Regions from separate parts of the Bos taurus genome. Here region 2 is linked to region 1. The links are chromatin contacts, called in public Hi-C maps. All regions are on one chromosome and are shown on one strand. Each heading gives the region's core, a stretch centred on a gene start, on an enhancer-like site or on the middle of the called end of the contact. The rest is flanking DNA. Distances are from core to core; before and after follow the strand shown. Region 1 has its middle 6.0 kb from the start of NFIL3. Region 2 holds the start of AUH (AU RNA binding methylglutaconyl-CoA hydratase).

Region 1 (4,628 bases), core at 2,017-4,516:
TTTTCTCCATCTTCCTCAGAGTTGTTTTATATCTGTGATTATTTAATGAATTGAGAAAGCATTCTAAATTTTCATCTGTCTCTAAAATTTTAATCTCCTGGCAATCCTATATGCTAAAATAAATAGAAGAAAAGAAAAGTTACAGCTGTTGGCACTGTCATCTGCGATTTTTTTTTTCACAAACCCAAAATATATCAATTTTCAACATGGGAATAGGGTACAGTTAAAACACAGAAGACTGAGGGACTTTCCCAAGATCATGCAGCACTAGAGGGCAGAGATGTTGAGGGGAGAGAATCTATCTGTGCCTTTCAACAATACATTTAAAGAGCATGCAAAGGTGGATTGCAGTGCTTTCTAAAAACATCAGTATTTATGTTCAACTAATACCTTTATTTCAGATTCCAGTGTTTTCCCTTATGATTAATTTAACAGTCATTTCACCTCTGCCTCAAGTTTTCAGATCACCACTAACGCTGTGTTAAATCAGTCACCGCTAGTTTCCTTTCTGGTGAGTAATTGACACTAAATGCCAATTCTATGATGCTGGTGTGTTCAGCACGATTGGTTTCATTACACCCATTAGATAATATGGCTGCTTCTTAAAAACACAAATAAAAAGAGAAATTTAAGAGCAGGAGTCATCACATTCCAATGACATATTTTCCCACACCTAACACGGACGTGCCATTGCTAATTAATGCTTTTTCATAGTACATCACGAGATTTCTACAGGCAGGAGTTGTTTCGTAAGCCCAGATTTAAAATTCTACTTAAGTCAGATGACCTAAATGTTTTTAATTAAGATTAAATTTGGTTTAGAAAATTCTCTAAACAAATAAAGCTTTACAGCACAAATTCTAGTCCTAATTTCTTTTTGAGGAGGGACCTTATGACTTATGTTTACAGTAACAGACCTATATCTTCCCTGGCCTCCAACACATCTCTCAGGGAAATACTAGTGGACAATTTAAACTTGTTACAAAACAAGAAAAGAAACATTTTGTTTCAAGCATCTAAAAGCTGACTAATAGCTTAGACATTAAAACCTACTATGAAAAAATTTTATTATCTCTTGAGAGAGACTGCAAATTGCTTCTATTCTAATCTCTGATTTTAACATTCTGTCAATACAAGATGAAGTACTATTTGATATGCCCAATGATTTGGAAATATTTTGACAAAATTACCTCATTTTTCCTCTACTCTCTGAATGTGCTGTTTACACTCTTGGAGATATAGTATAGATACCATTAAAGGAAAAAAATCTTTTATGTTAAACTACATCTCTCCACTAGGAAGACAACTGCTTATTTTTGAGACAAGTGCCATTTTAGTGAAAAAAGATAAAAGTTAATGAATCAATTCACAGTTCTTTAAACTAGTAATACTAGCAAATATTAACCTACATTTTCTTCCTGTGGGTAAAATCCATGATGTGATTGTTTCAATAAAATGCTTTATTTTCTTTTCCTGGATGAGAATAAAATCTGGGGGTGGGACACCCTGAAGTTGCACGAGGATCTTCTAATCAGGCTAGAAAATAAAATTTTTTTTCAATTAAGAAAACTACGTTAAACCTCATAAATGCCTCCCATTAATAATATAATTCTGTCTCTAGTAACATAGACTTCAACCCTGAAGTCAGAGAGAAATGTATACTTGATCAAGATATGAATACACACATAAACAGATTCTCACACGCTCTGCCAAAATCTATCCTAGCATAGCAACAAACTGACCAACATTTTCTATTCGGATACTTCTGTAAATGAATGTGTCAAAACCAGAGAAAGTTTATGATAAATGAAAATACTTCAAATTCCTTGCTCTCTCATCCTCAACAAAGGGCTACTTGAAAATTAGATTTAAACTTAATAAATACAATGACAACATTGCATTTTACTATAGCACTGATATAATTTACGGGATTGAAATATGAAATAGTATAGTATAAGCTAACTTTTTATTTTTATTTTTTTAAATAAAAAGAGTCCACTATTTGTAAGCGAGCTCTCAATGGAAATATTCTGAAGACTGCTGGGGGTAAATGCATAGATGCTAACACAACCAAACAACTTCAAGGCTTGAGCGAGGGGAACTGGAAGGGTGGGGGTGATGAAATACTAATGCATTAACAACAACAAAAACATCTGCAGTCACTTCAAAATGGGGACCATTTGTTTTCTTGAAACTTTCAAAAAGATAACTTCTCATTAACTAGCAACTAATCTGAAATCCTAAGGGACACCAATAATCATGAAGTAACCCAGTTATAGGAAATTTCTGCAACAGGTAAGTAATGCCAGAATACATGCAACATGTGGCAATGATGGGGAAAACAGGGTGCGCGCAGGGCTGGGTGAGAAAAGGGTATGAAAGGGCAAGGTTGTGAATGTTCCTAATTACACTGAGGAATCATTCCAGTTTTCCTCAGCTTGACTTTTTAATTTCTTGTTCAGTTTCTTTCCCAGTGAGCAGACGATTACAAATGCCATTTACTATGTGCCTCATGAGTAGAACAGATTATTTTAAATGTTTATTTTTAGTGTTTATTTGAAGGCTACTTAATTCCAGTTTTAGATCCCTAGAAAGTTAATTAATAAAAGACACCATGTTCTGAGAACTAAAAGGCTTATAAACATCATTCTGCTTCCAATGAAAATGAATGCTCAAAGCACAGATTATTACGAAAGGTATCTAGTAAATCTCTACTAAACGTTCTTATCATAAAAGCAAGCTAGCATACTCTAATTAAAACCATATGAGAAACAGTGTTTTTTTAACTACAAGAAAGTTATTTGTAATGAAATTTGAGAGATAATTGGGGGTGGTGGTAATATAACTTCATTTTGAAACTGAAAAGCTCTTATGTAATGTCTGTGATCAAAGGTCAATGTCTTTCGACATTCTCACACAAGTCCAATCTGGATAAAAATCAACTCAAATGTAATTTAGAAAAATAACAGGATATCAAACAATGTGTTAACCCTGTGAAATACAGGCATACCTTACAAAAACAAGAAATGAATATTAAAGGAAACTTCAATTACATTGTTTCTGTCATATTTTGAATTGAATCCCAAGTGTGCTCTCATTCCTTAATACAAATTAAAAATAAACAACTCTGAACAGCATCAATGCCATCTGGATTACAATGGAAATAATGAAGTATGTGTGATTTTACTCGGGTAAAAATAAAGCCTCGGCAATATGACTGCACCTTTTCCATTCTATGCTGCAATCACATTCACATCTCGGAACTGACTCTATGGACCAAAGCAAGGTCAACTAGAAATATCCACTCAGCTGGTGAGTCAAGCACATTGCTCAACATGGGAAAGGGCCCAAACAAAGGGTTTTAATTTTCAGGTTGTTGCATCATAGTGATGTTATAATTGCACTTAGCAAAGATAAGTCTTTAACACAGAAAAGGAAATTGTTTCAAAAACTCCAGTGAGCTTGCATTCATACTCAGGGAAGAGACAGAGACAGAGCCCCCCTCCCCCACAAACCCATTTTTCAGGTTCCTGGCCTGGACTGCTAATCAATTTCTCCTAAGGTCCACTTTCTTAAGTCTAAAATGGGGATGATAATAGAAGAGTCAACACAGTGCCTGGCACAGGCAGGGTCCATTTTAGTAAGTACTAGCTCATCATCTCTTCTGAAGAATAAGCAGCATCAAGGCAACAATTATGATTAGTTCCAGGCCTAATTTTTGCCTCTTGTAATTCTTAGCGAAGCATTGTTCTATGTTACAAGGATAAACCAAATGAAATTTAATTCTACATTAATAGGTCAACCACTGACAGTTTCATGGGGCATATCCTAGGGTTTTAACCATAAAGGATGCACACACTGCCTCCCAGGATAGCTCATCTGTGAGGTCGAACCAGCCTGTGATCTCTGACTGGAATTTTAGACCCAGAGATTATCCAGGCCCAGGAAAACCATCAAAACAAGTCAAGGGAACTGGAAAAAGACAGCTGTTTGGCCCTTTTTACACAATTAACGCTACCATCAACTCACCTCTCTCTGTTCCTTTAAACAGTTCCCCCGAACATTAACCCAATGACTTGGGAAGTATGAGGTTCTGCAATCCTGTCAAGAATTTCCTTCAAACTAAAATTACCATTGAATGAAATAGCAAATAGTTTTGAGAAAAAAATTAATCATTACTAGAACAACAACAACAACAAAAGCACAGTATTTCAAGAAGAATCTTTAACTATAGGCTTAGTTCAAACTTCAACCCTTACTGCACAGAGACTTAGGCAGTGAAAAATAAAGATGAATATTAAAATACACACACATACACACGCACATATACCTGCTTCCTGGTCACTTAAGTCACTTAGACAGGAAGCATTTACTGAGCTCCCCACAACTCTCCAGCTAAATAAACAGGATTTATTCCCTCAGTTTACCTCGGAGGCCTATCAGAGCAGTCCCCAAGACTAGGGCCTGGGACCCAGCTTTTCTGAGCCCAGAGCCTGTATTCCTAGGTAGCACTTCACTGTTTCCTAGCTACTGACCTGCCTGAAACTCAAAAGAAACCATTAGGGACGGGGGAGGGGGGTGGATAGGATTTGATCCCACAGAAGCCAACTTTTTAAACAATACACTTT
Region 2 (4,733 bases), core at 1,471-3,970, 62 kb before region 1:
GGACAACAATGCAAGAAGTAACAACTAAACAAAGTTGGTGTCTAACTGAGCTTCCACAACAAATTACAAATATGGAACTCCGAAAACCTATGAGAGCTGATATATTCTGCACTTACCTACCTCCAGCAGCCTAACAAGGCCTACAGGGCAGACAGCAGTTTGGGGCTCCTCTGACCCAGCAGAGTCATCATACTGCCTGCAGACTCCTGAGAGGACAGAATTTTGGACTCGCCTCTAATGAGAAGCAAAGACACCATGGAGACGCCTTCACTTCCATCAGCCTTGCCATGCTGTTTTTCTTTACACTGCTTATTGCTGGTTTGACAGTAAAGCAAAGCCTATATAATGTTAGACAAAACTAAGTTGTCACCTGGCCAATCCTGAAAGGAAGCGGGTCAATTTTCTTAAAAAAACTGTATTTACTAGTAGCTGATTTTTACATTTCAAGTGACTGAAAACATTCTGAATTTATACTCTGATTTCTTTCCCTTGATCCAGTTGAAATCTAACTGAAGGACTTTTCAGAAATTTTATGAAAATTTATTTTCAGTGTGCATTATTTGCTGCTGCTGTTGCTGCTGCTAAGTCGCTTCAGTCGCATCCGACTCTTAGTGACCCCATGGACTGCAGCCTACCAGGATTTTCCAGGCAAGAGTACTAGAGGGGGTTGCCATTGCCTTCTCCGGTGCATTATTTAGATTAAAAAAAAATACAGAATATGGTGCATATTACTAGCTGTACCTGCAATGCTTTTGTGTCTAATGTACTGTTGGTACACCTAATGTAACTGAAATCCTCCCAAGAGATGGGACAGCTCTAGTCACTCCAGTGCTAATCTACTTTCCAGTTGAATTTCTCAGTATTCTGCAGTTATGCCATACTACAACCACATTCGCCCTATGTCATTTCCCCAGAACATCATACATGTTCATATGCCGTGCCTTTAACCATGCTCTTCTGCCAGGAATAATAAATAAATGAAATTACTCATCATATACTTCAGAGCACCCACTAAGAGCTAGATTGATACTTAGTGGGCAATTAATATCACACTCCCATCTAGTCTCCACAGCAGCCATACAAAGTCGGTATTACTTTTTCTATATTACACATTAAGAAAATAGAAGCACAGAGAAGTTTGCCTCAGTAATGTCAAATTCCATTGCAAGGAACGCCTTGGACGGCATATGCATCTGGCAAAATCCTAACTTGACCTTCAGAACCTCCCCTCTGGAATCTTCCAATCTCACTGAATACAGTTGATCATATGCCTCTTGAGGGTATTACAACCTTTTGCTCTCATCAAGCCTTTAAAGTTAGCATAATCTTTTAATCAGCAGTATCTCTCTTGATATATTAGCAACTTACAGATATCAAACATGACTTAACTGGTTTTGCACGTCTGTTTAACAGATTATAGGTGCTCAACAACTGCATGTCAAAATTCGAAGACTACTCTTCTGGCACGCTGCTGTTTCCACCTTTCATGATCCATTTAGCTTCTCCCAACAAGGCAAGAGAAAGGAGCTGGGCTTTAACAGCATTCCTACCGACTGGCGCACACCCTGGATCATTACCCTTCCTCCCACTGTATTATTTTGCTAAAGCATCTGTCTCCTCCCACTAAAGGAGCTCAAGGGCAACATCAATATCATCCCCAATTGTGTCTCATCCCCAAGCTTAGCAAAGGAACTGGAAAACCAAGAAAATACTCAAAATTGTCTAATTGAAGTGAAAATAGTCCACAAAACTATCTTTCTAAGATAAAATGAACAAAAGAAAAAAATTTTTTTCAAATGAACAGCTTTAAATTGACGAATATTCAGAATAATAAAGTGCACTTTCACTGCAGCTTCTAAAACTCTCCCCTTCACAGCTGAGTTAACCGAAAGCAATTACAGAGCAAGAATGAAATCTGGAAGCAAATATCATTCACCCGATGTATTAATCTTGGCTCATCGAAAGATGAAAGCGTAAGCTGCATTTCTGTCTTTGGCGCCAAGGGCTACTTTTGCAGGTAAGCTGCTCCGTAGTACATCTTTAGGCATGTGCTTAGTTGCTCAGTCGTGTCCGATTCTTTTCCACCCCAGGGACTGTAGCCCACCAGGCTCCTCTGTCCATGGAATTCCCCAGGCAAGAATACTGGAGTGGGTTGCCATGCCCTCCTCCAAGGGATCTTCCCAACCCAGGGATCGAACCCAGAGACAAAACCAGGTCTCCCGCATTGCAGGCAGATTCTTTACCTTCTGAGCCACCAGGGAAGCCCTCTTTAGGCATGGAAAGCACTAAATAGCTGTAAAGCATGAGTGGGGGAAGGGAGGACACCCCTCGTCGAGCCTCTCCGTAGACACTGACGTCAGCCCAAACACGCGACCTTGAGACCCTTTCCTAGGACCCACGGTCACCCGGGTCACACCCCTCACCTCGGTTCTCCTCCTCCAGGTACCGCACCCGCAGCTCGTCCTCAGTCTTCACCTCTGCGCTGTAGCCCCTCTGCCAGGCCGCTCCCCCGGCCGCAGGCGTCCAGCCCCGGGCCCATATCGTCGAGTCGACCCGTGGGCACGTCCAGGAGCCGGGAAGCCTCCACCTGGGGCCTAGCCGCGCACAGCAAGCAGCCACCAAGCGGGCACGGCTGGCCTGCAAAGTGCCCAAGGCCCCGGGTGCCGCGGAAGCCGCCACCGCCATGTTGTCTGTTTACGGCGTGGGCCCGCAGCTGCTGCCCCGCCTCCGTCGCGCGCTAGCCAGCCCCGCGCACGCCGCAGGGCACGCCCAGGCCCCGCCCCCGGCTCGCCCCGCCCAGCCACGCCTCCGGGGTCTCCTCCTGACAGGCTCCGACAGGGAATCCTCGCCCCGCCCAGCACCGATGACGGAAGTTTCCACACGCTCAGGCCTCCCTTGTCTGACACGAGGTGTCCTAGCTTGTGCACTCAAGGCAGCGGGAAAGTAATTCTCCAAGGCTGTGGAATATTTTTAGGGAAACAAGAATTCCTGGGAGAGAGCCCCCTCCCTGCACTCTCTGGGGTCCTGAGTTAGCTGCAAAGGTAAACCGAAACGTTTGGTCTCAGGTTTGGCTGACAAGGTAGCGGCACTGCCTGAGACCCCAGTTTTCTCATGTGTTAAGAGTCTTGTCATTGTTTAATCGCTAAGTCATGTCCGACTCTTTGCGACCCCACGGACTGTAGCCCACAGGATCCTCTGTCTATGGGATTTCCCAGGCAAGAGTACTGGAGTGGGTTGCCATTCTCTTCTCCAGGAAATCTTCCCCATCCAAGGGTCAAACCTGCGTCTCCTGCATTTGTAGGCAAGTTCTTTACCACTGAGCCTCCAGGAAAGCCCCGTAAGAGTCGTGGGTTATCAGTTAAACGTGCCTGTAAACATAGGTGATTTGTACCATAGGGAGTTCAGGAAGGGCATGAAGCTCAGTTCAGTTCAGTTCAGTCGCTCAGTCGTGTCCAACTCTTTGCGACCCCATGAACCGCAGTACGCCAGGCCTCCTTGTCCATCACCAACTCCCGGAATTCACTCAAACTCACGTCCAGTGAGTCGGTGATGCCATCCAGCCATCTCATCCTCCATCGTCCCCTTTTCCTCCTGTCCTCAATCTTTCCCAGCATCAGGGTCTTTTCAGATGAGTCAGCTCTCCGCATCAGGTGGCCAAAGTATTGCAGTTTCAGCTTCAACATCAGTCCTTCCAATGAACACTCAGGACTGATCTCCTTTAGGATGGACTGGTTGGATCTCCTTACAGTCCAAGGGACTCTCAAGAGTCTTCTCCAACACCACAGTTCAAAAGCATCAATTCTTCTGTGCTCAGCTTTCTTTATAGTCCAACTCTCACATCCAGACATGAACACTGGAAAAACCATAGCCTTGACTAGATGGACCTTTGTTGGCAAAGTAATATCTCTGCTTTTTAATATGCTGTCTAGGTTGGTGATAACTTTCCTTCCAAGGAGTAAGCGTCTTTTAATTTCATGGCTGCTGTCACCATCTGCAGTGATTTTGGAGCCCAGAAAAATAAAATCTGACACTGTTTCCACTGTTTCCCCATCTATTTGCCATGAAGTGATGGGATGGATGCCATGATCTTAGTTTTCTGAATGTTGAGCTTTAAGCCAACTTTTTCACTCTCTTCTTTTAATCTCATCAAGAGGCTCTTTAGTTTAACAGCCAATGAAAACAAGAGTTCTCAGCCCACTAACTCAGGCAAGTGGCACGACCCTTCCCAGAGTCCAGTAATCTGGTGCCACCATTTTAACAAAGAGGCTCAACCCAACCTTGTGCAGAGGTGGGATTTAGAGCACAGAGGCCTTTCCCTCAACCAGACGGGCAGAATATCAACTTAAAATGTAGGTGCCCATCAAAGTGGTCTTGCCAGGTGGCACAGTGGTAAAGAATCCACCTGCCAATGCAAGAGACACAAGAGACTTAAGTTCAATCCCTGGGTCAGGAAGATATCCTGGAGCAGAAAATGGCAACCCTCTCCAGTATTCTTGTCTGAAAAATTCCATGGACAGAGGAGCCTGGTGAGATACAGTCCATGGGGTGACAGAGTCAGACATGACTGAAGTGACTTAGCACGCACGCCTCCAATGTTAGACCTTCAGCTTTATACAAAGTAAAAAGATAAAGCCAACTGGGTTCCATTTTTGTGTCTGCTGTGAGAATGTCACTGAGGACATCTTTTATTCTATCTTCTGTAAAGTAACACTTTGCAATCTCGTGAAGTTGAA

What was found. Hi-C and Micro-C count contacts between places; a contact is called where the count stands out from the background.
Region 2: a contact with region 1 is called in a Hi-C map of skeletal muscle, with 2.7 times the contacts expected there. The contact joins the promoter of AUH here to the enhancer-like site in region 1. A contact is called at or near these places in 2 of 11 Hi-C or Micro-C datasets (liver and skeletal muscle).

The regions. Positions count from the first base shown.
Region 1 is chr8:86,440,274-86,444,901 of ARS-UCD2.0, reverse strand. It overlaps a transcript of NFIL3 not described here. Among named protein-coding and RNA genes, the nearest start is that of NFIL3, 6.0 kb to the left of the region's middle. Within about 2 kb of position 3,266, at least 16 of the 102 cell types and tissues checked have an H3K27ac peak or open chromatin away from gene starts, as enhancers often do. A contact at or near this core is called in skeletal muscle, where this site is marked.
Region 2 is chr8:86,501,966-86,506,698 of ARS-UCD2.0, reverse strand. It overlaps AUH (AU RNA binding methylglutaconyl-CoA hydratase), which reads right to left and starts at 2,720. Exons shown (of 12, transcript NR_198874.1): 1 at 2,424-2,720.